Linked DNA regions of Gossypium raimondii: region 1 is linked to region 2. The links are chromatin contacts, called in public Hi-C maps. All regions are on one chromosome and are shown on one strand. The core of a region is the stretch at or near the end of the contact, and the rest is flanking DNA. Distances in the headings are between cores, read along the strand shown. Region 1 holds the start of LOC105800027. Region 2 holds the start of LOC105800048 (centromere/kinetochore protein zw10 homolog).

Region 1 (3,117 bases), core at 220-2,719, 310 kb after region 2:
TATTTTTACTTATTCGTTGTTTAATCGATCTCCAACAGTTTCAACCATGTATCTGAAAACAAAAACAAATTAGCTGACTGGGTGACAAAGAGACCTGTCAACAGCTTTTGCTCCCGACTTGGCCATACTACTGATGAAACCTTTATGTAATTGTTAGTTAGTCTTACGAACGAACGGAATGTTATCTAAAAAAGAAAGAAGGAAGAGCTCCATCCCGAACTCACCCAATTCCCACGTCGAAGTGTAATCACGCTACCAATTTGGTTATTATTTACTGAAAAGTATATATATAGAGAAGCAATAATTTTCCGAATAATGGCGGGGGCATTTCAGTCATCCAGGAAATAAAAACAGAACAGTTAGATTGAGTTTCAACTAGACCTGTCCATGGGCGGGCCGGCCGGGCAAAGTTTCGTCGAGCCCACAAAAATTTTCAGCCGTTTACTAGGCAGGGCCCGACCCAATTGCTTTTAATTAAAATTAAAATTATTTTTTTAATAAAATTAAAACTAATTTTTATTAAAATTAATTGTTAGTAAAATTATCAAATTATTAATTGTTAATTGTATTAATTGTTGTAATAAAATCTAACATTTGATTAGTAAATTTATCAAATTATTAATTGTATTAATTGTATTAATTGTTGTAATAAAATCTAACATTTGATTAGTAAATTTATCAAATTATTAATTGTATTAATTGTATTAATTGTTGTAACAAAATCTAACATTTGATTAGTAAAACAAACTTGATGTTTTATTATTATTATTTTGTAACACTAGTCAAGGAAATGAAAGTAAATAAACTGAAAATAAAAAACTATTATATTTTAAAAATAAAAAATATATATATTTAATATTTTTCAGGCCGGGCCCGGGCCAAGAAAATCTTGCCCGAGGCCCGGTCTATTTTTTAAACGGGCCTAAAATTTTGCCCAAGCCCATAAGCTTATATTTTTACTCAAACCCTCCTATATTTCGGACGGGTCGTCGGGCCAGACCGGGCCGCCCGGCCATGGACAGGTCTAGTTTAACGCTAGTCCATTATCACTGTCCTATCAAACGCTGTCCGTGGGTAACGTCTCTCTCTCTCTAACGTTCCAATAATTGTATTTTTAGAAACCAGGGAAAAAAAACTAAATTGTTTTGAAACTAACATTAATAATGCTAAATTTAATAAAAAATTTATGTTAGAATAAAAGTATATCCCAAAGAAATTGATGATAGAGGTTAAAATGATATTGAACAATATAATTAATATTTATATATCAGTTAATTACTCAAAAAAAATATACATTTAATTTATTAAGAATTAAACGAGTAAACTCTTTTGTAGACATGAGTAATAATGAATATACTATGTTAATAGTGAGATAATTATTTTTTCAATTTCGTCCAGAAAATTCGAGTATACAAACAATTTTTAAGGGTAAAACTGTTTTCCTCTGTTGTTATTATAATGACAGTGGGGATTTTTCATTTTTGCTGATGAGGAAAAGAGATGAAGATGAAGATGACTCCCACCACCTAGAACCTCCTAATTTTCTTTAGATTGCCTAGCTTTTATTTTTACCTACCTATTAATTCGGTTTCTTTCATAACCTCTTTCCCTTGTCTTTTTTAGTCATCCATGTCCTTTGAAATAAAAGAATTGAAAAAAAGGAATTTTACTCCTCTTATAGAAAATTTTGTTTCGTTTCGTTTTGTTTTCTCTCTCGTTGAGAAACAATAAAAGAATTGTTATCTGGGCTTGGCTTGGCTTGGCTTTTCCTTTTTCTTTCTTTTAATTTTTTCAAGCTTTGGCGCTTTTGAAAATAATTCGATTTTCAAAAGTACATTGTTTGTTTTGAATATATGAAAAAGGAACTTTGATAGCCATCCAAATTTGTGAGAGCATTTATCTCTGCCAGATCGTAATTCTTCCTCTTATCAACTTCTTTATATAAAACCCATTTGAAAGAATTTGTCTTTCTTCAATTTTCCAAGCTTGCAAGCTCCAAATAAATCAACCTTTTTTCATGGTTCAAAGTTCGTAGTTTTCTCTCGTTCCTGATACAGCCCTTATAACCCATTTCTTCTTTTCTCTTAATCTATCATCGAGAAAAAAGAACAAAAAAAAAAAAAGGGGGGGGGGAATGTTTGGTCCCCAAAGCAAAATGGACATTGCCTTTGAATGGCAAGCGCAATTTCACATCTTAAGGCCAAGCATCCATGCGAGAAGAGCAAATATAATAGTGAAATTCCAAGACCTTTATGGGTTCACAGTAGAAGGCAATGTGGACGATGTTAATGTGTTGAATGAGGTAAGAGAAAAGGTGAGGCAACAAGGGCGTGTTTGGTGGGCACTCGAAGCAAGCAAAGGGGCCAATTGGTATTTGCAGCCGCAGATTTCGATATCGCAAGGGATTGGGTTGAAATCTTCGCTCAAATTGTCAGGTTTTGTTAATGCGATCACATTGAAGAAGCTTATTAGGAAAGGCATTCCCCCTGTGCTTAGGCCTAAGGTTTGGTTTTCGCTTTCGGGTGCCGCCAAGAAGAAGTCTACGGTGCCTGAAAGCTATTATAATGATTTGTTAAAGGCGGTAGAGGGTATGGACACGCCTGCAACACGTCAGATTGATCATGTAAGTCCTGCATTTTGGGTGTTTTTGCATTTGCTTCATTGATATTTGTTTCTTTCCCCCCTATTTTTACATGGATCTTTGTCAGGAGGTGATGTTTGTTTTGTTTCTTTTTTCTATAGGCTTGGTTAATTTTGCACTATGAATTTGGAATTGTAAAATTCATAATATCTTATGATCGACCTAAATGAGCGGATGGTTTCGTTTTTATAGGTTAATGTTGGGATTTCGATATTGAATTCCCCAAATATTCTTTTCTATTGCATAATTTAAAAGGGATAATCGTTTTTGAGAAATCACTACATCACAAGGTTTCTTTTGTAATAAAAAAATCTTCATAGGTTGGAATTGAAAACATATGTTGTTGAAAATGCACAATTAGAAGGTGCATCGATCAATGTAAGTTTATTGAATCTGAAAATCTTATTGGAAGTACCTTACCAATTTCAGTTTTCCCTTCTTTTAGCAGTATTGCATGTAATTGTAATAATAAGTTT
Region 2 (3,239 bases), core at 722-3,221:
TAAGTAAACCATTAGAAAAACAAACCTTTGAAAGAAACTTTGAGATGATAATATCTGATATCCTTGGCCAAGTTAACCTTCCAAAAGAACGAATCCATGAACCATTCTCAAAGCATATATGCTTGAAAATAAACTTGATGACTTGAATAACTCTTGCATAGATAGCATCTCCATCCACATCTACAATCTGAACATTACAGAGGATATGTTTGACGCTGTCCATGAATTTCTTTCAAGAAAAATGCTTGACGCTGATGAACTAGAATCTTACCATCTATGTGATCCATGTTAGAAGGAATTGTTGTACATAAAGAAAGCAACTAGTAATACAATTTCATGTTCCAAAGAACATATCAGCCAGCTTTATTTTCTGAAACTACGTCCTAATTAGTTAAACCTAGTGTGGCAAGTAGCAACCAAGGATTTGGAATCTCAGTAGAGAGCACACACCTTGCAATCTTGTGAAGGTAATATCTTCAGTACTGCTTCTGAGATTCCTTCTGAACCTTGATTTACATCTTCTGCAAACATTGCAGGTGATCCATAGCTTACAGCTGGAGTGATGGCATGCTTAATTATCAAGTCAGCTGCTTTCGCAAGACTATAATCCAGAATTCCAGCAACCTAAAAAAACATTATCATATCATCATCACGACGTACTAACAACAATGTAACAGGACTAATTGACCACCAAAACCTTAGACAGTTAACTGATAGCAGACGATTTTCAATGTTACCTACCGATGTTCATAATAGCTCCATCATGGAAACAAAATAATAAAAACTTGTCCGGATATAAGATTTAGTTGGTCCATTCTATAAGCAAAAGGAACATAATAGAAAAACTTACATCCATTGCTTCCATGACCGTATGAAGTTCAATCCCATCCATTTTATCAACACATAATTTGTATTTCACTCTAATTGTTCTAGAATCCTGCTCGAACCGAACTGCATTTTCCATGAACTTGGAAAACAAGTCTTGCATCTACAAACCCAAATCATTCCTCTAAAAAAACAAATCACCAATAAAATGAATAATACCAAAAAAAGAATTAAAGAGAGAGATCAAAACATTAAACGTGAAAAATTCATCTATCCACTCTTCTCAGTTTGCCGCTTTCTCAGTAACCAAACATAAACTTACCTCATCGAATAAATCCGCCCACTGTTTCCGCAGCAAACCATACACGATAGGCTCTCCTTCTTCTTCATCGCCAATCCTCAAAGCCTTCTTCAACTCTTTAACTTCCTCGGCGGCAAATCTGAGTAGTCCATCACTAAAAGCTGATCTGGCGCCTTCTAATCTCTCGCAGATCCCTACGATTATCTTCAACAACCCTAACATCTCCCTCTTTTCCCTAGCCTCCTTCGTTGTCCTCCCAATCTCATCAACCAACTTACGGATCTCGACATCGATGGGTCGGTCGGAGATCAAAGAGAGAATACCGGAGACGTTGTCAGAGATTTCGTTAGTCTTGAAAACGGCATCGCTGCACTGGGAGAAGAGTGAGGCAAAGTCTTCGCGGTGAGAAAGGAGGTAAGAACGGACTTTTGATTTGATATGAAGAGAGTGGGATTCGAGGCGGCTGATGATGAGGCGGAGATCCGGTGTGGATAGTGGCGTCGAAGGGTCCGAGAGGTTGTGACCGGAGAGAAGATCGCGGACGTTGATTCGGTCAAAGAGTGGGTCCATGTCAGAGGATCTGATGGAATAACGGTTGTGGCAGGGTGCCGGAGAGGGTTTCAAGGGTTAGCCTGGGAAGAGATTATTCTTGCTTGGAGGTTTAAGGCTGGAAGAGACTAACGTACGCCGATACCGCTTACTTAAGTTTGTTTGGTCTAATCTAATCTACGTTTGTCCGGTTTGGTTATTAAAATCCCAAACGCAAAGGCCTAAGCCCTTTCTCTTTTCTCCCTAACTGCCTGCCAACTGCCACTTCCGGTCCTCCTACACTGTGGCTCTGAGATTTTAATGATGTCAAACAGTTTTAATATCCGTACTACTTTTTATATCTTAAATTAAAATTGTCATTTTATAATTAAACAGTGATTTGTGATTTGAAGATTTGATCCATTGCAGGGGTTGTTGAATAATATATGGTATTAAAAATATTGCTCTAATATTTTCGATTTATCTAGAATATTAATTTTTTAACTAGCAAATATATTTGTGTTCGTTCGAATCGAGTGAAAATCTTTCGAGTTAATGATTTTCATTTTATCATCTTAACTCAATTTGAATTTTTTTTCAAATCGATGCAAGTAAAATAAAATTTGAGTCGAATGAAATTGTTCTAGTTAAATTAAAAAAAATAATGTCTTAAGTGAGGAAGAGTTGAAACATCCCGAAATAGGGCTTGGAAGTTTTAGCCTCACAAGAGAGGGTTCGCCTGTTTCGACGAACTAGGGGTTTGCCAATTGATTTGGCTAGCTGGTATTCGCCAAAAGCGTATTAACAAGGAGTTCACCAATATTTTGGCGAATTGGTGCACGCTAAAGGATGCAAAAAGGGGGATTCGCCATATTCATTGTAAGTTAAGTTCGCCAGTCAATTTGGCATACTAGGGTTTGTCAATCAAGTTGCGAACTAGGGGTTCGCTAGTTGAGTTGCGAACTGAGGTTCGTCAGTTAAAAGTCGAGACAAACTAAAAATAGGAAATAAAGATATTATGTATCTAGGATACTTTTCGTGCAAGTAACTCTTTTCCTAAGTCAAATAGGGTATCCTAAGATTGGTAGGACACTTAGTGTCTATAAATACAACCCTTATTCCATGAAAATTCTCTTATCGAATATTTTGTTGTTAAGTCTCTATTCTAACCAAGTTTGTAGCAACCGATGTAAGTTTTTGTTATGTTAGGATTGATTGTCCAAAAAGGTAGGTTAGCATGTTGCGAACTAGTCGGACCATTTACAAAAGTTACGCTAAAATTTAAAGTCACTTTAATTTTTTACATCAGTGTAAGTGGATCTCGTCTCATTATTATTATTTTTGTTTATCTATACTATTTATAAAGCCACTTATTAAATTGGTGCCACTAATCAACGGTCACAACTTAATTACTGAATTACCAAAAAATATTTTATTTGTAAATTATATTATATGATATCGCATGTTTTTGTTTTTCATTTTATATAAATTAACGAAATAGATAATGAAACTTGAACAAAAAACATCATATATATAATGTCGAAACCCTTTTTAGAAATCAATTTTTTATTTTAAAATAAAGATG

What was found. Hi-C and Micro-C count contacts between places; a contact is called where the count stands out from the background.
Region 1: a contact with region 2 is called in a Hi-C map of leaf, with 2.1 times the contacts expected there. The contact joins the promoter of LOC105800027 here to the promoter of LOC105800048 in region 2. A contact is called at or near these places in 2 of 2 Hi-C or Micro-C datasets (both in leaf).

Annotation. Positions count from the first base shown.
Region 1 is chr7:18,781,732-18,784,848 of ASM2569854v1, forward strand. It overlaps LOC105800027, which reads left to right and starts at 1,470. Exons shown (of 7, transcript XM_012630898.2): 1 at 1,470-2,623. The coding sequence starts at 2,135.
Region 2 is chr7:18,471,218-18,474,456 of ASM2569854v1, forward strand. LOC105800048 (centromere/kinetochore protein zw10 homolog) reads right to left here and starts at 1,972. Exons shown (of 14, transcript XM_052633519.1): 1 at 1,148-1,972; 2 at 851-988; 3 at 451-624; 4 at 26-187. The coding sequence starts at 1,696.